Regions from separate parts of the Mus musculus genome. Here all the other regions are linked to region 2. A link is a contact called in public Hi-C, HiChIP or PLAC-seq and promoter capture Hi-C data. All regions are on one chromosome and are shown on one strand. Each heading gives the region's core, a stretch centred on a gene start, on an enhancer-like site or on the middle of the called end of the contact. The rest is flanking DNA. Distances are from core to core; before and after follow the strand shown. Region 1 holds the start of Vps72 (vacuolar protein sorting 72). Region 2 holds the start of Mcl1 (myeloid cell leukemia sequence 1). Region 3 holds the start of Polr3gl (polymerase (RNA) III (DNA directed) polypeptide G like). Region 4 holds the start of 4930481B07Rik (a long non-coding RNA gene). Region 5 holds the start of Txnip (thioredoxin interacting protein). Region 6 overlaps Polr3gl (polymerase (RNA) III (DNA directed) polypeptide G like). Region 7 holds the start of Hjv (hemojuvelin BMP co-receptor).

The links. Promoter capture Hi-C pulls out the DNA fragments that hold promoters and counts their contacts. Hi-C and Micro-C count contacts between places; a contact is called where the count stands out from the background. HiChIP or PLAC-seq counts read pairs in DNA pulled down with a chosen protein or histone mark.
Region 1: a contact with region 2 is called in a promoter capture Hi-C map of erythroid cells, with 4 times the contacts expected there. The contact joins the promoter of Vps72 here to the promoter of Mcl1 in region 2. A contact is called at or near these places in 1 of 39 promoter capture datasets (erythroid cells) and 2 of 115 datasets of contacts at active chromatin or transcription factors (effector CD8 T cells and pancreatic cancer cells).
Region 3: an HNF4G HiChIP or PLAC-seq map of pancreatic cancer cells shows a contact between it and region 2. The contact joins the promoter of Polr3gl here to the promoter of Mcl1 in region 2. A contact is called at or near these places in 2 of 39 promoter capture datasets (liver and pre-B cells) and 1 of 115 datasets of contacts at active chromatin or transcription factors (pancreatic cancer cells).
Region 4: a promoter capture Hi-C map of pre-B cells shows a contact between it and region 2, with 2.0 times the contacts expected there. The contact joins the promoter of 4930481B07Rik here to the promoter of Mcl1 in region 2. A contact is called at or near these places in 6 of 39 promoter capture datasets (the C10 cell line, cranial neural crest, erythroid cells and 2 more) and 3 of 115 datasets of contacts at active chromatin or transcription factors (effector CD8 T cells, memory CD8 T cells and pancreatic cancer cells).
Region 5: a contact with region 2 is called in a promoter capture Hi-C map of pre-B cells, with 2.5 times the contacts expected there. The contact joins the promoter of Txnip here to the promoter of Mcl1 in region 2. A contact is called at or near these places in 2 of 39 promoter capture datasets (liver and pre-B cells), 1 of 484 Hi-C or Micro-C datasets (CD8 T cells), 3 of 115 datasets of contacts at active chromatin or transcription factors (effector CD8 T cells, microglia and pancreatic cancer cells) and 2 of 9 other capture datasets (adipose tissue and liver).
Region 6: a Hi-C map of cardiomyocytes shows a contact between it and region 2, with 4 times the contacts expected there. The contact joins the enhancer-like site here to the promoter of Mcl1 in region 2. A contact is called at or near these places in 1 of 39 promoter capture datasets (liver), 1 of 484 Hi-C or Micro-C datasets (cardiomyocytes) and 3 of 115 datasets of contacts at active chromatin or transcription factors (embryonic stem cells and pancreatic cancer cells).
Region 7: a contact with region 2 is called in a promoter capture Hi-C map of liver, with 6 times the contacts expected there. The contact joins the promoter of Hjv here to the promoter of Mcl1 in region 2. A contact is called at or near these places in 2 of 39 promoter capture datasets (both in liver).

The regions. Positions count from the first base shown.
Region 1 is chr3:95,109,634-95,112,333 of GRCm38.p6, forward strand. Vps72 (vacuolar protein sorting 72) reads left to right here and starts at 1,409. Exons shown (of 6, transcript NM_009336.2): 1 at 1,409-1,581. The coding sequence starts at 1,465.
Region 2 is chr3:95,657,408-95,660,107 of GRCm38.p6, forward strand. Mcl1 (myeloid cell leukemia sequence 1) reads left to right here and starts at 1,314. Exons shown (of 3, transcript NM_008562.3): 1 at 1,314-2,080; 2 at 2,354-2,601. The coding sequence starts at 1,450.
Region 3 is chr3:96,592,821-96,595,520 of GRCm38.p6, forward strand. It overlaps Polr3gl (polymerase (RNA) III (DNA directed) polypeptide G like), which reads right to left and starts at 1,361. Exons shown (of 8, transcript NM_027241.4): 1 at 1,264-1,361.
Region 4 is chr3:95,014,084-95,016,783 of GRCm38.p6, forward strand. It overlaps 4930481B07Rik (a long non-coding RNA gene), which reads left to right and starts at 1,446. Exons shown (of 2, transcript XR_003954670.1): 1 at 1,446-2,194; 2 at 2,558-2,700. It overlaps Zfp687 (zinc finger protein 687), which reads right to left and starts at 1,374. Exons shown (of 9, transcript NM_001357863.1): 1 at 1,237-1,374.
Region 5 is chr3:96,556,632-96,559,331 of GRCm38.p6, forward strand. It overlaps Txnip (thioredoxin interacting protein), which reads left to right and starts at 1,326. Exons shown (of 8, transcript NM_001009935.2): 1 at 1,326-1,854; 2 at 2,258-2,333; 3 at 2,439-2,586. The coding sequence starts at 1,605. Gm15441 (predicted gene 15441) reads right to left here. Exons shown (of 4, transcript NR_040409.1): 3 at 655-1,766.
Region 6 is chr3:96,575,540-96,578,239 of GRCm38.p6, forward strand. Polr3gl (polymerase (RNA) III (DNA directed) polypeptide G like) reads right to left here. Exons shown (of 8, transcript NM_027241.4): 8 at 2,333-2,700. Among named protein-coding and RNA genes, the nearest start is that of Gm15441, 10 kb to the left of the region's middle. Within about 2 kb of position 1,367, at least 381 of the 459 cell types and tissues checked have an H3K27ac peak or open chromatin away from gene starts, as enhancers often do. A contact at or near this core is called in cardiomyocytes, embryonic stem cells, liver and 1 more, where this site is marked.
Region 7 is chr3:96,523,883-96,526,582 of GRCm38.p6, forward strand. It overlaps Hjv (hemojuvelin BMP co-receptor), which reads left to right and starts at 1,303. Exons shown (of 4, transcript NM_027126.4): 1 at 1,303-1,448; 2 at 2,547-2,700. The coding sequence starts at 2,633.

The sequences.
Region 1 (2,700 bases), core at 159-2,658, 550 kb before region 2:
AATTAGAGAACTTACCTATCTTATACACTACTCTGAATTTAATCCTTGGCATTAGAAAAAAAAAACAGAAACAAAAATAAAACCAAAAAACAGTAAAAGAATGAATACCTTCTTCATTTAGTCTTTCATTGTTTACCTAAACCTAGCCTATTGCAGGCATTCACATTCGTAGTATAGACAGATACAATCCTTGGCCTCACTTGGGATGTACCTTTGTAGTAGAATGCTTTTCTAGAGTTCCTGAGACCTTGGGTTCCATTCCCAGCAAAGAGGGGGAAACACACACACACACACACACACACACACTCCAAAACAAAAACAAAAACAAACTCTTCCCTTAACCTAGTAGCATGAAACACGGAGAAGACCATAGCAGACCAGTCTATGAGACTGGCAAGCTTGGAGTACATAGAGAACCAGTCTCCAAAACCAAAACTCAGCAGATAGAGGAGCCTGCCATCAAGCCTGGTGACCTGACTTTGACCCCAGATTCCACACAGTAAACGTGGAGAGCCAGTTCCTGCACATTTGTCTTCTGACCTCCACACCAGTGCAGTGGTACATGCTCACACACATGAACACAAACACATAGTTAAAAAAAAAAGTCATACAATTTTTAAAAAGATTTATTTATTTATTTTATGTATATGAGTACACTGTAGCTGTCTTCAGAAACACCAGAAGAGGACATCAGATCCCATTACAGATGGTTGTGAGCCACCATGTGGTTGCTGGAAATTGAATTCACTCAGGATCTCTGAAAGAGCTGTCGGTGCCCTCTCCCAGTGTGTCTGAAGACAACAATAGTGTACTCATATTAAATAAATAAATAAGTACATACATACATACATACTTTTTTTTTTTGAGACAGCTTTTCTCTGTATAGCCCTGGCCGTCCTGGAACTCACTCTGTAGACCAGGCTGGCCTTGAGCTCAGAAATCCACCTGCCTCTGCCTCCCAAGAGCTGGGATTAAAGGCGTGCGCCACCACTGCCTAGCATAAATAAATCTTAAAAAAAAAAAAAAAGTAGGAGCGGAGAAGGGAAAGGAGTTTGCTATGAGGCAGGCCTACTTGGCGCACACCTTTAATTCCATCACCGGGAGGCAGAGGCAGGAAGATCTCTGAGTTCGAGGGCAGCTTGCTTTACACAGGTAGCTCCAGGCCAGCCAGGACTGTAAAGTGTGATCCTGTCTGTAGAAAAACAAACAAAATATCTAGGTAAGGAGGAGGAACCCTGGTACTGTGCCCTAGGCGCTGCCTATGAGTGGCCACAGCAGCCACCAGCCACAAAGAGACTTAAGGTGAAAATAACTAGGACCTCTCGACGCTCGGCTGCTTTTGCTTGCAGACGCTGAACTTCCGTCATTGACGGTCGCCCGCAGGTAATAGTGTCGAGTGCCGATCTGCGAGAACCCCGAGCTGGGCCAGGGGCTGAAGGCGGCAGCGCAGTCGCTGTAGGCGGTATGAGTTTGGCTGGGGGCCGGGCCCCACGGAAAACCGCTGGGAACCGGCTTTCTGGGCTCCTGGAAGCAGAGGAGGAAGATGAGTTCTACCAGACAACTTACGGGGGTTTCACCGAGGCAAGAGCCGGGCCCAGGAAGAGGGAAAGAGAGAGGCGAGGAGAAGGGAAAACCCTGGACAAAGAGGAAGGGGGCGGGGATTGAGAAAGGCTCGGAAAGGCGCTCCGGGCTGGACGGCGGAGTGGAGGGGACTTTGTGTGTGTGTGCGCGCGCGTGTGTATGTGCCTCTGTGTGCGTGTGTGTGTGCGCGCATGTGTGTTTGTGTCTGTGTCTTTGTCGGCTTTGCAATTTTCTTCGGAGTGTGTGTGTGTGTGTGTGTGTGTGTGTGTGTGTGTTTATCGGCTTTACAATTTTCTTGTACGCTCCTGGCTGGATGGCGGAGTCTGGAGGAGTGTGTGTGCGTATCAGTGTCTGTGTCTTTGTCGGCTTTGAAGTTTTCTCGTCCCGCTGCCGAGTTATTTACCAAAAGGAACCTGTCCAGAAACAAACTTAATTAGCACACTCTCCGCCGGGCGTGGTGGCGCACGCCTTTAATCCCAGCACTCGGGAGGCAGAGGCAGGCGGATTTCTGAGTTCGAGGCCAGCCTGGTCTACAAAGTGAGTTCCAGGACAGCCAGGGCTATACAGAGAAACCCTGTCTCGAAAAACCAAAAAAAAAAAAAACCAAAAAAAAAAAAAAAAAAACAAAAAAGTTAGCACACTCTCGTTTTCAGCTTTCAAATCATAGCTTACTGTTTTCTTAGGTGACCCTTTATCGACTAAGAGAATCCCCATTTATTTCCATCATAGAAACAAAATTTCAGTTTACAGTTAGATTTGGTTTATGTCTCATTTTCTGGTTGGTTTTAAGGTCTGTAACAGAATTCGGTCTTTTTTTTACAAACAAGGCTGACATTTGGCTAAATTTTTGTTAATAGAAGCTGTTCAGTGATTGAATATATGTTGTACAACCAGATCAGCATACTATATGTAATTAAATGGTTGTGGTGGATTCCTTGGAAACATTAAAAACTTCCCTGAGGATGGAAATATAGTTTGTAGCTCAGTAGTATATCACTAGCCTAGAAAATGAGTCCTAGATCCTGGATTACTGGCCCCTGGCAGTAAATAAAAACAAGCCCTACCTTGCAGGGCAACTGTCTGGGATCCTAGTCAGCTTAGATACTGTACGATAAAGAC
Region 2 (2,700 bases), core at 64-2,563:
GCTTGTTTCCCATGGCTTGCTCAGCCTGTTTTCTTACAGAACCCAGGACCGCCAGTCCATGGAATTCCAGCTTGTGTCAAGTTGATATTAAGTCTAACCAGTCCACCAAAGATCTTCACCGTTTTATATGGTGCTGGGGATCAACCCAGGACTTCTACAAGGGTAGGCAAATTCTCTACCAACTGAGTTACTCCCGTAACCATCCTTTGTTCATTTTAGACAGCAGGCTCATCATGTAGCCAAAAATGAGTTTTAAATTGAGTCTCTTGCCTCTGCCTCCCCAGGCCTGGGCAAGCTCTTCTGCCAATTGAGCTATAGGCCTAGCCACCATAAATGGCTCATATTTTAGACTTTTACTGTTTGGGGATAGGGTAGGGAGCTAGGCTCTTCTGGCAGCCAGAGGTCAACTCTGGAAAGTGGTCTCACTCCTTCATTGTTAGGTGGGTTCTGTGTATTGAACTCAGGTCTTTAGGGCTGGGTTTCAGGAGCCTTTCACCAGTTGAATCTTTCACAGGCTCCACATAAATAACCCCTTAATAGCTGTCCATGAAAAGTCATTTTGGCCAGGCAGTGTGGGGCACGCCTTTAATTCCAGCACTCGGGAGGCAGAGGCAGGAGGATTTCTGAGTTTGAGGCCAGCCTGATCTACAGAGTGAGTTCCAGTGCAGCCAGGGCTACACAGAGAAACCCTGTCTCGAAAAACAAAAAAACAAAAACAAAAAACAAAAAACAAAAAAAACCGGAACGGAAAGTCATTTTGGAACACAGGGAGTGAGGGCTCACAGTAGAAAAATGACAGAGCAGGACTCCCCCTAACTTTTAAGCAAATCAATGGTTAATATTCCTTTGTGTATGAGACTGGAGATGCCCTCCCTGGTTTGCTCTTCCAGGGTTTAACTCCCAGCACCCACCTGGAGGCAGGCACACAACCACAAATACACACAAACAAAAAAGTGTTTAAGACTGGTATGTTATAAAAACACAGCAGGTAGTGCAACGAGAAAGGCTAAGGCAGGACTGCCTAACGTTAGGACCAGCCTGGGCTATGCAGAGTTCCAGGGCAGCTTGAAATTCAAAAACCGACACAGATCAGCAGGCGTTCCCGAGCAGGAACCATTCCCCGGGAAGCCAAGCACTTGGCCAGCCGGGCTGAGAGTTGTACCGGACAAAAAAGCACAATCCGTCCGCGAGCCAAGGCCAGGTACCGCGCTCCGCCAACCGTAGCCGCGGAAGCCGCGAGAGCGCTCCGGCCGGAAGAGGCGCGGAGTGGCCGGGCCAGCCCTCCGGAAACGCCCGCCCCTTTCCCCTTTTACGGGAAGTCCTCGCCTGCGTCAGCACGGCCCTAAGGCGGCGGCAGGGAACGGCCTTCCTCACTCCTGACTTCCGCCTGCCTCCGGTCTGGAGTCGCGGCCTTCCCCGCTCCTTCCCCTCAGCCTGCGGCGTCCGACCATGTTTGGCCTGCGGAGAAACGCGGTCATCGGCTTGAACCTGTACTGCGGCGGCGCCAGCCTCGGCGCGGGCGGCGGTTCTCCGGCAGGGGCGCGCCTGGTGGCCGAGGAGGCCAAGGCGCGGCGCGAGGGGGGAGGGGAGGCCGCCCTGCTGCCCGGCGCGCGGGTGGTCGCCCGGCCGCCGCCCGTGGGCGCCGAGGACCCCGACGTCACCGCGTCGGCCGAAAGGCGGCTGCATAAGTCGCCCGGCCTCCTCGCCGTGCCGCCCGAGGAGATGGCCGCGTCGGCCGCCGCCGCCATCGTGTCTCCGGAGGAGGAACTGGACGGCTGCGAGCCGGAGGCCATCGGCAAGCGCCCGGCCGTGCTGCCCCTCCTGGAGCGCGTGAGCGAGGCGGCCAAGAGCTCCGGGGCCGACGGCTCTCTGCCCTCCACGCCGCCGCCGCCCGAGGAGGAAGAGGACGACCTATACCGCCAGTCGCTGGAGATCATCTCGCGCTACTTGCGGGAGCAGGCGACCGGCTCCAAGGACTCGAAGCCTCTGGGCGAGGCGGGCGCGGCGGGCCGGAGAGCGCTGGAGACCCTGCGGCGCGTGGGCGACGGCGTGCAGCGCAACCACGAGACGGCCTTCCAGGGTAAGCGGCGCCCGGGCCGGGCCGGGCCGTGCGGGAAGAGGGAAGAGCCGGAGCCTGGCTCTGCAACCAGAATTTTCTGGCTGTGAGTCATTGTTTCCGCCCATCTGGCTGTTGGGTTCAAAGACCGGAAAGGGTGGGATGTCACTGTCGGCGTGGGGTCTGCCTGACTGCTCTAGAGCCGGGAGAGCACGGTCCCCTCGTCGTGGGTGGGCAGAAGGGTAGTGCCCCGCTGCAGACAAAGGAGGCCATGAGGTTTCTTGCTTTTCTTCTCAGGCATGCTCCGGAAACTGGACATTAAAAACGAAGGCGATGTTAAATCTTTTTCTCGAGTAATGGTCCATGTTTTCAAAGATGGCGTAACAAACTGGGGCAGGATTGTGACTCTTATTTCTTTCGGTGCCTTTGTGGCCAAACACTTAAAGAGCGTAAACCAAGAAAGCTTCATCGAACCATTAGCAGAAACTATCACAGATGTTCTTGTAAGGACGAAACGGGACTGGCTTGTCAAACAAAGAGGCTGGGTAAGTTCGTCTTGTGATATAAAGGGACCGTGGAGTGGAAATGGGGTGCAGGATTTTGTGAAGGAGAAGGCACCTAGAGGGTTTTTACAAAGTTTCTCT
Region 3 (2,700 bases), core at 111-2,610, 940 kb after region 2:
CATTTCTCAATTTAAAAGAAAAAAGCTTATTTGGGGTGCAGTGGTACAAGCCTGTTATCCCAGAAAGGGTGAGGCAGGAGGGTCATAAGTTGGAGGTCAGCCTGTTTGCCCTGCATAGAAAGAACTGGTTTCGAAAATATTTTCCCACATACTAAATAACAATTTATTGAATAGATGTTATCAGAGGGTTCATTGTGATCCCGGTTGTCTAGCACTGTGTCTGCTATGTAGTAGGTTCTCAGTAAATATCTGTCTTTTGAACATGTGTCTACAGACTCTGTGAGTCACAAAGACTCCCTTCTGGTTCTTTTTGTTGTTTTCCTTCTCTGGTCTGAGAATAACTATAAAACATTAATGCAATAAACCACCAGTTCAAAGACCCCTAATTATATAATGTTGTCTTTTATTGTTCCCTAATTATATCAGGAGTTTAAATTTGTCCTCCTTGACAAGAGCACTGGTTCCCACAAATCAATTCCACTCGATTAACGCTTACTGAACACAATGTATTAAGTACCCCAATCTGTCCCATCAAACCTTCCGTTCATAGAATAGAAACAGTGAAAGAGAACATATAATCCTAACACCGGGGGTACTGTGGCAGGGGGAATGCAAACTGGAGGCCAGTATGGGCTACATAGCAAGAGTCTGCCGATAAAAGCATGGGAGGGATGGAAAAAGTCAGCCTCGTGAGATGGTAAATACTCGTGTTGCCAAGTGGCCAGGAAACAGGCTGACTAGCTCAAGTTGTCCTCTGACCTCCTTGCGTAAGCCATGGCTTGTACGTACCCCCCCCACACACACACAAATAATGTAATTTTAAAAATTAAAGAGATTCCAATAGTGATAATCGGACTTTGTCAGGTCGGGGATCAATAAATTCTTCACGGTGGTCTAGGAAAGTGGTGGGTAGAGGGTAGCGGTTCAGTTGACTTGATAGGTAATAAGAATCTGTCAGGCTCTTGACAGGGGGCTAATGTTACGTTAATGGGTGCGGGAGAAGCTGGTACCATAGAAGAGTCTGAGCTACAAGAATGAACCTTCCTCTCCTGCTTTAATATCTGTCCCCAGGCGCGACAGCAAGCTGTCTCCGGCGTACAGTCAAGACAGCAGTGAGAGCCCGGGGAAAAAGGGGAGGGATTTAGAAGGGGGCTGATCCAACAGGCTGACAGAAAGCGTTATCTACGTCGCTGTCGGCGCCGAGGGACTAATTCGGGAAGTACCGAACCAAACCGGGTCAGAGCCACCAGGTCGAAGCCTTACCTGCCGTCCCTCCCCCACTCAGGGCCCACGCAGCCGCCAACTTGAAATTTGCTTTTCTTCTTCCAGCCCTCGTTCTAGGCCCGCCTCCCCGAGCTCTCCATTGGTGGGTTTTCCTGGCCAATCGACGAGAGCGGAGGCGGGCGAGGAGGGGAGGAGGAGGGAGCGAGCTTAACCGGAACTGAGGCTTGGGAAGTGGCGCGCTGAGACCTGGGGCTGCAGAATTCACCTCTTATGCCCAGACCGAACTAGATGGCTAAGATGTCCTGCTACTCAGAGCTCATCCAGACACGTGGCGGAGCCAGAAGAGGAGAACCGCTGCTGGGAAATGTAGCCCTGGGTCAGAGAAACCAGACTGCTCATCTGTTAACAGCTGTGCCTGCAGGAGTTCCCAGAAACACTCCAGGAGGTTCCCAACTACCGGACTCCAGCGCCCTCTTCTGGCTTAGGCCATCACACACACACACACACACACACACACACACACACACACACACACACACCACACACACACCACACACACACACACACACACACACACCACACACACACACACACACACACACACACACACACACACCACACACACACACACACCACACACACACACACACACACACACACACCACACACACACCACACACACACCACACATCACACACACACACACCACACATCACACACACACACACACACACACACACACACACACACACACCACACATCACACACACACACACACACACACACACACACACACACACACCACACATCACACACACACACACACACACACAGAGAAACACTCCAGGAGGTTCCCAACTACCGGACTCCCGCGCCCTCTTCTGGCTTAGGCCATCACATACACACCACACACACCACACACACACACACACACATACCACACACACCCTCTTTATTATTCTTCCTCAGTCACCAGCACTACTAATAAATAATCTTTAAAAGATTTTTTTTCTCTAAAGGCAGGGTCTGGCTACCCAGTCTAGGCTGGCCTTGAACTCTTGATACTCTTGACTCTGCTACCAAGCTCAGGCCCCAAATGCGGATTGTTGCGGTGTCTGAGAAGTGAGGGAGAGAAGGGGGCTTGGGACCAGAGCAGTAATTGGGGAGAGAAGGCAGGAACCCAGTGGGTTTTTTCTTTCTGTACTTTCCACTGCCCTTCAAGCCCCTTCAAGGAAAGAGGGCAGAATAGAAAGAGTCATTTTTTTTACAGAGTAGAAGTAAAGGGAAATACTTCAGGATGGATGTAAAACTAGGAGTCAGTCAACAAGAATATGACAGAGGTCAGAGAAAATGGCCTCTAGACTGGGAAGTTGCATGTGGATGACACATACTCCGTTTTTGGAATAGTATAAAAACATAGCTGTAGCGCTTTGGGGGAACTTGCTTAACCTCATTATCATTTGTTGCAGGAAGACA
Region 4 (2,700 bases), core at 196-2,695, 640 kb before region 2:
CACTCAAGCTCCCAGCAGGGTGGGTCGGTGGAGTACAAACCAATGGGGACTAAGAAAACACCTGCGAACCTACCTCTCCCAACCACCTCCCTCTGGCGTGCAAGTGACTTGGAGGTCATCCGATAGCCACCTGGAGCAGACAGTGGGCCAAACACAGAGGCTTAAGGCCAATGAAGATCCTCCACTCAGCCGCCAGGCCTGTGGAGCTGCCATCTCCCTACCTACTTTCCCCCTCTGTTCTTCAAAAGCAAAGGGGGCTTAACAAGAAAAGGGTGAACAGACACCGGTAGGGTGGGGGCTCCATTGCCCTTTGCCCAAGGCCTACAGCGCAGAGCAAAAGGAAGGGGCCAGAGCACGGCCAGGGGCGATTAGGTTGCGGCCAAGCTGGGCAGCGGGCGGCATTTAAGTCCCTGCCATCTGCCAGGGACTGGCGCGGAAAGTAAGTCCGGGGTTTCGGGTAGGGGACAAGAAGTACATTTAAAAACTAAAGGGTAAACTGAGGCGAGTGGTGCTTCTTTCACTTTCACCGGCTAAGAACTCAAGGGAGGGCCTCGGTGAGGCCAGGCCCTTAGGATCTGCGGCGCTGCACATTGGGGGCCAGGACTCCCCGGCAGTGGGGAGTGGCGCGAGGGGAGTGGAGACACAAGAGGGGGCGGTCCCTGCGTGATTCTAAGCTCTGCAGCCAGGTCAGTCCAGACTCGAACCTGGTCCCCTTCATCTCTGCGCGCCGGGCAGCTTGCCCTGTCTCTGACCCCCAGAGGCTCTCCCCAGACCCGAGTGACTGCAAGGAGCTCGCCAGGATCGAGGCGCTAGCCTGAGTCCTGCCTGGGTCCGGACGCTGACCAGCACCCGGTCGGGATGCAGGCTCCTCTCCTGCTGGGCCCAATTCCCCCGCCCCCACCGCCCGGCACGGACACCATTTTAGGTCGCGACATCCCGCAGCCTCGAGTCCCCCGGCCGCACTCTGACTGCCTCTCAGTCTAAGAGCGCCAGGACTTAGGGGTCCAGGAACCCCCTCCCACGTTACCAGGCTAGGGGGCCGTGCTTCCAGCAAACTGGAGTTCCCACCGGTGGTCCTCGAAGAAGAAGGCGGCGACCCGGCCAGGCCAGCAGCCGCCCCAGGGGGCGGCGGCACGGAGAAGGGGGTAGTTGACCAAGTGGGGGAGGGGCAGGGGTATTTACCCGCCCCCCCGGGGGGCGGAGCCAGGGGCGGGTATTTGCCGCGAGCGTGCTTACTTGTTCCGATCCTGGTGCGGGCTGAGACCCTACGGCCTCCTCCCGGTTCCAGCCGCCACCGCCGCTACCGCCGCCGCCGCCCTCCCCGCGGCCGCCGCTACTTCCTGCTTCTCTCCGCTTCGGCCTCCCCTCTCCCTCAGCTCCCTCCGTGCTCCTAGTCCGGGCTGCCCGCTTTCATACTCGCCATTGGCTAATGGACCTGTCATTCAACTGTGAGCCCCACCCAGTCCCGTATGGGATTGGCCCTCCATACCCCGCTCGGAACTGGCCCCTCATAGTCTTCTCATCACTATTGGACAAAGGGCCTGGGCCCTGTGGAGAAGGTTCTCCCCATTGGCTGCTCCGGAGTCCACCTGCCCTGTCTGAGCAGCCCGAAAGCCATTGGCCGCCGCCGCTGTCGCTTAGCAAGAAGCCAGCCTTAGTCTTCGCTTTGGGTTGCGAGGGGTGACTAGCTAGCTCAGAAGCGTAGCCATCCTCTCTCCATTGGTCGCTCGAAGCTGGACACTGTGCCTCACATCTACAAACTTAGGAACTCTAGCTGTATGGCGGCGCGTCTAGGGGAACCTCGTCGGCTCCGTGTGGAACCTGGGTGTTTTAAGTGTTCGTGCCGTTTCCTCAGGCTAAGCCGCGCTCGAACGGATGCGGTGCTGGGGGTCACAAAATGAGGTGCCACCCCCAAACATTACGTCATCGGGGTGACCATTGCCTGGGGTTCCTCGCAGTCTAAACTGCTTTATAATCCGGATGGATGCGGTTCTGGCGTCCGCCTGCCTCTGGGCGTACGCACCACGCACGGCCCCTCCCTCTGCGGGAGAGCTGGACAGACTTTGGGATTCCGAGTGTAAAAGAAACCGGAACCACCGAGACCTGAGACCTGGGACACGCTGCGACCGGAAGTGGGGGAGGTGACGTTGGGAAGTGCTGGCGTGGCCTGGGCCACAACCAAGGAGAGCTTAAGGTAGTATGCTGATAGGCTTCTTACGCGAGAGAAGGAGGGAGCCCAGATCTATTTCCCATTTAAGAGAGCTCCCTTTTCTCCGCCCCTGACGGGAGCTGGCATTACTGTTCCCGTTGAGCTTTCCCGCGCTTTGCTGCCCCGCCCCTTGGAGGTGGGAAAAGGGGCGGAGTCGCCAGGGAGACGAATTGCCTTGACACTCACCCACCTGCGCTGGCTCAGGTTTTTGCTGGATCCATCTGCAGGCCCAGTGTGCCACCTGGCGCGCTCTCTACCCTGGCCCCGCGCCGCCGCCGCCCACCGCGACCGCAGCCGTTTCAAATGACAAGGGTTTTTAAATTTCTGTTTTATTTTCACTTTTTGCAGTGTTCGGAGTGGAACCTAGTGCTTCACCCAGTCCAAGCAAGCAGCCCACCGACATAGCAGCTTGGCGAGTGTTTTTGTTTTGTTTTGGCGATACTGATTATTGGACGTTGGGAGTCGCACACGCTTGGCAGGTGCACTCGTAA
Region 5 (2,700 bases), core at 76-2,575, 900 kb after region 2:
GAAGGAGTTTAGGACTCAATGACAAGGCTCCGGCGCGGGGTGGGGGTGGGGGTGGGAGTGGGTGGGTGGGTGGGGAATAGAGTAGGGGGCGAAGGGGGAGGGGGTTGCAGGTAATCCTTCACACAAGAGTTTCTTTGCACACTTAAGAGTTATTTCTCTAGTCAGCTCCTGAGGCATCTCTCAGCAAGGTTTGCCAGATAACTAAGTGAAACTAACACAGCTCCAGCGCCGGTGAAATTGAAACAGGCTTAGGGACATGCATTTCATTTAGTGAATTTGGAGAGAGGACAGAGGGGGGAAAAGAATGACAGGAACTCGAAAACAAAGTAAGGAGTGAGGTTCTTTTTCTTCCTTTTTCTTTCTTTCTTTTATTTTATTTTTTTGGTTTGTCCACCTCTTGTTTCCTGGAGAAACAAGGACGGGGGAGCCATCAGTGTGAAAGTAAACACCTCACAAAGCTGCAGTGAGGAACAAGGGAACATATACAAAATGTTCCCCAACTTCACAGGTACACTGAAGAGATGAGGGGATAAGCAACAGGATGTGGACACTCCCTTACTGCTTCCGCTCCAGAGAACAGAATAGAATGTAATGGGCGAGGAACAGTAGCAGCACATAGGGGCATGAAATGAGGGGGAAATGAGGGGAACCCACCAGAGCATTCACCAGAAAGGACTGAAAGCCAGACTTTAAAATATCTGACAAGTTCTCGTCTGGAGAGACCGCAGCCTTTTATTCTTCAATAGAAGTGCAATAGGAGCATATCGGGTGGGCTCTTTCTCACTAACACGACTGCACTCTCGCCCTCCGCTCCATCCTGGAGTATCCTCGGTGCGATGGGATTGTTTTTCACAAGACTTGCGAACTTGTGAGCCAGGAATAAATGGTCACCTCGAAATGAATTGCGCTGGCTCAGGCGAGTCATGAAATCCTCTCCTAAGCACATTTTTCTTTCACCTAAAAAAAGAAGGGGGAAAAAAAAAACAAAGCACACACCCAAATAACCCAGCTCCCAAGAGGAGTCCCCTGGATGAGGTTCAGGGTCCCGGGGTCCCAGCCTCCCGGGGGGAGGGAGGGCACCCGTCGCCCCGGGCCCCGCCCCTCCTGCTGGCAAGGCTGCGCACCCGAACAACAACCATTTTCCCCGCTAGGAGCACACCGTGTCCACGCGCCCCGGCGGCCTCGCTGATTGGTTGGAGGCCTGGTAAACAAGGGCCAAGTAGCCAATGGGAGAACTGTGCACGAGGGCTGCACGAGCCTCCAGGCCAGCACTCGCGTGGAGCGCCAAGCCAGGCGGCTATATAAGCCGTTTCCGGCAGCCGCTTGACACTCTCCTCCTCTGGTCTCGGGGTTTCCAGAGTTTCTCCAGTTGCGGAAGACAGCTGTTATTTTTCTCCTGAAAGCTTTTGGCACAGCCGGCAGGCTGAAACTTCCAGGCACCTTTTGGAAAAGTTGTTAGGGTTTGTTTGAAGCTTTCTTTACATTTTCGTTTGGGTTTTCAAGCCCTGACTTTACGGAGGCGAGCTCTTCGTTTGCTTTGAAGGGTTCTTAAAGATTTTTTTCCTCTCCGGCTTTCGTTTTTCTTGAACCCACTCGGCTCAATCATGGTGATGTTCAAGAAGATCAAGTCTTTTGAGGTGGTCTTCAACGACCCCGAGAAGGTGTACGGCAGCGGGGAGAAGGTGGCCGGACGGGTAATAGTGGAAGTGTGTGAAGTTACCCGAGTCAAAGCCGTCAGGATCCTGGCTTGCGGCGTGGCCAAGGTCCTGTGGATGCAAGGGTCTCAGCAGTGCAAACAGACTTTGGACTACTTGCGCTATGAAGACACACTTCTCCTAGAAGAGCAGCCTACAGGTACTGCTCCCAGCAGGACTGATGGTGACTTGGGAGGTCTGTGGGTCGGGGAGGGCACCACTAAATGTTTCGAGTTGTTCGTTTGAATGGTTTGAACTGTTGGTCCCTATATTTTTTTACTTTGTAATTAGCAAGTTTTTCACTACCCTTCACCCCCCTAGAGTGATTTGAACACTTTCTGAGGTACTGTTTCCTGAAAGTGTTGTCTTAGCTACTACTTAAAGATTAATGTATTTGTGGATTTCGCAACTTTCTGTCCAAGAAAGTGCTCTGGGATCTTTTCTTCCATAGTGTAAGAGATGAAAGTGGAAGTGAAGTAAGGTAGTCTACTGCCCAGGCACTCCTCATTGACGCTTTCAAAATGTAACAAGAAGCCTAATGGCCCCTTGTCTTTGTTTCCCAGCAGGTGAGAACGAGATGGTGATCATGAGGCCTGGAAACAAATATGAGTACAAGTTCGGCTTCGAGCTTCCTCAAGGGTAGGCATCCACCGTGTGCACCTTGCACTCTTATTTCTAAGTCTTCCCCCTCCATTGATCTCTTACAGTTCTTAGCCTTAATTTTGGTTCATTGTTTTGACACAGGCCCCTGGGAACATCCTTTAAAGGAAAATATGGTTGCGTAGACTACTGGGTGAAGGCTTTTCTCGATCGCCCCAGCCAGCCAACTCAAGAGGCAAAGAAAAACTTCGAAGTGATGGATCTAGTGGATGTCAATACCCCTGACCTAATGGTGAGGATTTTTTGTTTTTGTTTTTAAAAAGGTTTTAAAATTCTTCTTGGTCAGGGATAATAAATTAGATGCATGGGGGTTGAAATATCTCAAAACATTATTTCCTTTTACACA
Region 6 (2,700 bases), core at 117-2,616, 920 kb after region 2:
AGGCCTCAACTGCTGTGCTGCCTGCCTCTCCAGGAAGAGCGGCTTTGACCCTGTCTGCTGGACCCAGGCTCCAGCCTCTGCCTGTTTGGGAGTGCTTGTGGGAAGTTGGGGAAAGGTCAGTGGACATGGTTTAGCTATTGCCTGGAACCAATTAGGAATTTGGGGAAGCTGCTGTGTCTCGTGTCACTGGCTTTGTCCAACAAGGTCACCTGCCAGGGAAGGCAGGAGTCCAGGCAGGGCAGAGTCCAAGAATGACTTGATATTTATGACACTTTGTCTTTGAGGTAGCATGACTGATCCCAAGTGGTCATTCCAACCTTTGTCCTCCTTTCTCCTGCGCCAGGGGAAAGGCAACGTGAAGGGACGGAACTGTGGAAAGATGGGTGGGGACTAGTGTCCTGCCCTCCTTTACCACCTTTAGTTCGGGATCTTTGGTCCCACCACCAAGTTCCCAGGGATGTGAGTTGGCTCATTCGGTGCTTGCCTCCAAGCCTTGCATGTGAGCCCCCAGACCCATATGGCAGCAGGAGAGTACTGACTCCAGCAGGCTGTCCTCTGGGCTCCCCACACACGCCATTTTGTACACCCTTGGCCAAATAAATGAAATGTTAAAAAAAAAAAAAAAAAAAAAAGAGGAGCATCAGGTGGGCTAGCCTGTGGCAGTGTCTCTCAACATAGACCTGGACTTAAGTAATGAGGGTTAGGATGGTGTCTCCCCTCCACTGTGTGTGCACGGGACAACGTAGGAAAAGACAACAGGTAAACAAAACAGAACCAAACCGTTCAGGATCTTTGTTTTCGGCTGTTTCCTCCCTAGCTACAGTCGCTGGCTGTAGAACTGTGGGAAACCCCAGGGACAAGTCTCCTGGCCCCGCCCTTCCCTCACCTCGGAGAGCTAGAAAAGGAAACACATCAATCACCACAAATTGCTCAATAACTCTGGAATGTTCGCTTCTATTCCTGTTCCCGGCTCTGCTTTCTTGGCTGGGCTTCTATCCCAACACTTGCTACCACATTTAAACGAGGCCTTGAAGGCGCTTCTCCTCCATGGAGTCTAAGCCCCTCTTTGCCCTGTACAATGGGGTCAGAAATACCTGACCTTGGATTTCGGTTCTCTAACCCACGATGCTGTAGGAAATTCGGTCGGCCTGTCTAAAAGCGATTGGGAAGCTTATTGGACGCTTCTCACACAGTCCATCCTTAGACTATGAAATGCTCAGTGGGGCCTCCCGTGGTAGCACGGCAGATGTCTCTGCAGGTCTCCTTACTCTGTTTCTATACTGGACACGCAACTTACTCGTGGCTGTGGCATGGCAAGTGCATGCAACCAATCAGCTCGAGGAAGCCTTCCTTAGAAGCCAATCAGAGGCCAGGGAAGTGACCTCACCCAAGGGAGCGCTGTGTGGGCGAGGAAGCCTCTCTTAGAGCTGAGTGTCCCTAAATCACTCCCTTCCTCCCCACCCTCCTTACTTCCTGGAAGATAACACCGCCTACCCCCTCCCCAAAGTGGAGTGAGAAAGGCTAACTTAATTCCACAAAGGAAAGAACAACAAAAAAGAAGGAGCTGCAAGCCACACCCCGGCTGTCTGTAGAGAACAGTATATTTAGGGAGATCCTAAATATGCCTTTCAAAGTGGGCTCTCCAGGTCCTGGAAGACGGTAAGCTGAAAGCAGTGAGTCACTCCTCTCTCCCGGCCCCTGGCTTTCTGGACTCCCTGCACAAAAATAGCTGCAATCACTCTTTGTAAATAAGGACACCATCAAGGTCAAGTGTGAGAAAGGAGAGGGCTGGTGTCCTGGTAAATGTGCCTGACTATGCAGGCTCATGTCCCTGTGCTGCTGGAGGCCAAAGGCTAGGGTAGTCTGTGGGCGAGCCTATGCTTTCCCCAGCGCTGCTTTCAGACAGCATTGCAGATGAGTTCCTGAATGTCCTCCAAGGGAGAGCTGAGAAGTAAAGGTCAAGGGTCAAGGCGGTCACACACACACACACACACACCCGTGTCACACTGGACACGCAGAGATTTGACACTGGTGGCACAGACCTGGGACCACAGCTAGGGAGGCTGAGACAGTTTCAGGCCTGTTTGGGCTACAGGGTTAAGTTCAAAGCCAACTTAGGCAACTTAGCAAAAGCTCTGCCTAAAAATTCTAAAGCAAATATATAAAAAGAGATGGGGGCATGGCTGAGTGATGGAACACCCGTTTAGCATTTGCATGGCTGTAAATTCAGTCCTCTGAAAGGGGGCGTGGCAGGGGTAAGAATGGCTTGACTGGACACCCCCTCAGCCTTGCCTCCGGCCCTTTCCCAGTACACATCACTCTGTTAGACATGTTAGACAGATACAAACATTTTATTTAAAAGTACAAAACAGGCCTTACTCCTCTTGACTGTTCCCACCCCAAGTCTCCCCTAAACTGTCAACGGCTGCGCATCACAGCCCCCAGGGATCACACAGGTCACCTGGATTCTAACCAATTTTTTCTCAACAGAAGTAAATGCTAGTAAGTCTGCTGTGGTGGCGCGTCCCTGTAATCCCAAGGCTTGGGGGGGTGGGGGGGGGTCCAAAATTCAAGGCCAGCCTCAGCTACATACCGAGTTCCAGGCCAGCTTGAGCTACATGAGATCTTCTCTCAAAAAACAATAACAAAGCTGGGCATGGTGGCGAATGCCTTTAATCCCAGCACTTGGGAGGCAGAGGC
Region 7 (2,700 bases), core at 53-2,552, 870 kb after region 2:
TAGCTACCAAACCTCACATTTGGCCCCTAACGCCCACATGGTGGGAGGAAAGAATTGACTCCTATAACGTTTCTGACATCCACATAGGTACACACAGACACACAGAGACAGACATGTTCTAAATAACTTAATGTAAAAGATTATTGTGATATGGTCTTGTATAGTTGAGAAAAAGCTAAATTCATTATAAAAAATACATGTGCTCCCACACTTCTCTTGTAAAGTGTGTGTGTGTGTGTGTGTGTGTGTGTGTATGCGTGCCTGAGAAGGGACCATGTACCATGTGGACCTGTAGAACTTCATGTAGAGCTGACAGGGCCAGAAGCTTTTGTGACACACTTTGTAATCAGTCCTGTGCTGCTTTCCCTTGGCAAGTACTGTGGGACAGTGTCCCAGAAATGCCACCAGGTGAAAAGACGGACATAGCTAAAACCCTGATTATAATTGAATCTTCAAACAGTTTGTCTATAAAAGTATATTCCCAAATGTCTTCCTTCTGAATTCACCTATCTAACGCCACTCCTCTGTGGATCAGTAGTGTTCAAAACTGACTCCGATTCTTCTCTCTGCCTCTGTTACTACCCCGGCCCCGGCCCCTGCAACCTGGAAGCTTCTGTTTTTTGTGTTTGTATTGATGAGGAGGAGGGAGGAGGGATTGTTGCACAAACTAGTGTAATGGAAAAGGTGGAGAGAGAGTAGACAGCTGCAGAGATCTGATCTGGGCAGACGGAATAAACCCTTCTCGAAACAATTCTGCTCTCGGATTTCTCGGGACAGCTGGACCTTTCAGCTTCTGAAATAGTTGGCAGAGATGGGGGAGGGTCTCTGAACTATGCTTGCCGTCCATCTTCAAAGCCGGCCACCTCAGTGTATTATGTGTAGAAGAAATTCAATGGAATCCTCAGTAAAGAGAGGATGAGAGCAGTGAGTGACTGGCATCACACAAAATCACCACCAGCAGTCTTAAAGGCATTACTGGGAATACTGAGTTCATTACTGGGAATGCTGGAGGGCCTGAGTGGCAGCTTATAAGCTACAGTTGGATATATGACTTGGCCATCATCTTTCTTTATACTCTCCCTCCCTTGGTATCCAATATTTCCATATTCCATCCTTATTTTGCTCATCGTTCCTGCTGCCTTAGCTCCCACACCCCACTGCCACCAACGTTCCTGGAATTTTGGACCTAGCTATTTTTAAAACTGTCAACTCAGTAGGCACCTCCCTCCTCCTCTCAGCTGTCCAGTACTTGGGCCAACCATATACTCTCCCTCCCCCCTCCCCCCACACCAAACCTCCTCTGGCTCTCTGACCTGAGTGAGACTGCAGCCATTCCGGGGCAATCATGGAGAAAGAGATGGGGGACCCCCTGGCTGGAGCAGACCAACAGAATAGGCAACTATGGCTCGAGAACCCAGTATCAGAGTAATGCTTGACCTCGGGAAACAGTAAGTCCAGATGAAATGTCGATCACTTTGATAAGCTTTTGGGTCAAGGCCAGAACTTCATAAAGTTACAGACATCTGTTCTGAAAACTAAGATCTCCCCTTAGCAACTACCCCAGTCTTCACTTTTCCTCTTGCCTAGATGTTTTCTAATCCATGGCCATTTGATGTTTAATGCTGCCTCTCTCTGGCTTTCCTATTTTCCTCTCCATCTTATTACACCAAGACCTTGGGAGAGGGGGAGGGGGCAGTGCTAAGGACTGGGCCCAGGGCCTTGAGCATGGTAAACACTCAGCTACCATCGAGTTACACTCCCATCCCTACCTCAAGACCTCTCTGACCTCCTGCTCATATGCTTATCCCAAAGTAGGGTTTTGACAGGAGAAAAGGAGACAGACCCTCCCCCATATCTGTTCTCCTCAAAAGACCAGGAGTGTCTGGATTGGGCTTTTCAGCTGGGTCTGGAAAAACACATGAACTGTTAGACAGAAACATATATTAATTTGAATGCTTGATTTGTACCCCATCCTGTGAGAGGGATCGTACTGTCAGCCCTCTGGAGAGGCTGAGAGACCGGCTCTCCTTTCACTGGGAAGGTGATATCGTAGACAGGGCGTCTGCCTACCATGTTACCCTTTGTGCCCTTCTAACACAGTGAAGAAAATGAAACGGCAGGTGGTTTCTGGTGGGAAGGATCCATAAGAAGTATGTTCTTAAAGCGTGATCAGATCCTGGTGCTACTGGGGACCCACTGACATGGTCAGAACCTCACTTTCTCTAGGGGTCCTCCATTTTTGGCACATCTGCTATTTGGTAGTCAGGATGGGGCAGTACACTGGACTCTGCACACTGAGGTCACTCAACCTTCCCTCCACCACCACCCCGCCCCCGTAGGCATATTGCACAAGGGACCTGAAGGTGGCCGCAGGGGCAGGGCACAGAGGCTCACCAGCCACGCTCACCCTCTGGAAGCCTCCTTCTTCCCAAGATCCAGTCTGTCTCATTTTTGTTTTGGTCTCTTCAGATGCTCTCTCTACCCACCATCTTGACTGGTCTCCAACCCTTCTCTTTCCCCACACTCAGCCAAATTTCTTCTTCCAGTCACAGAAGTACCCAGAGAAATTCACTAGGTAGGAGGCTCATCATCTGGGAAGAACCGGTGCCTGGGGGGACCTGGCTGGATAGGTATGGGCCAGTCCCCTAGTCCCCGGTCCCCCCACGGCAGCCCTCCAACTCTAAGCACCCTCACTCTCCT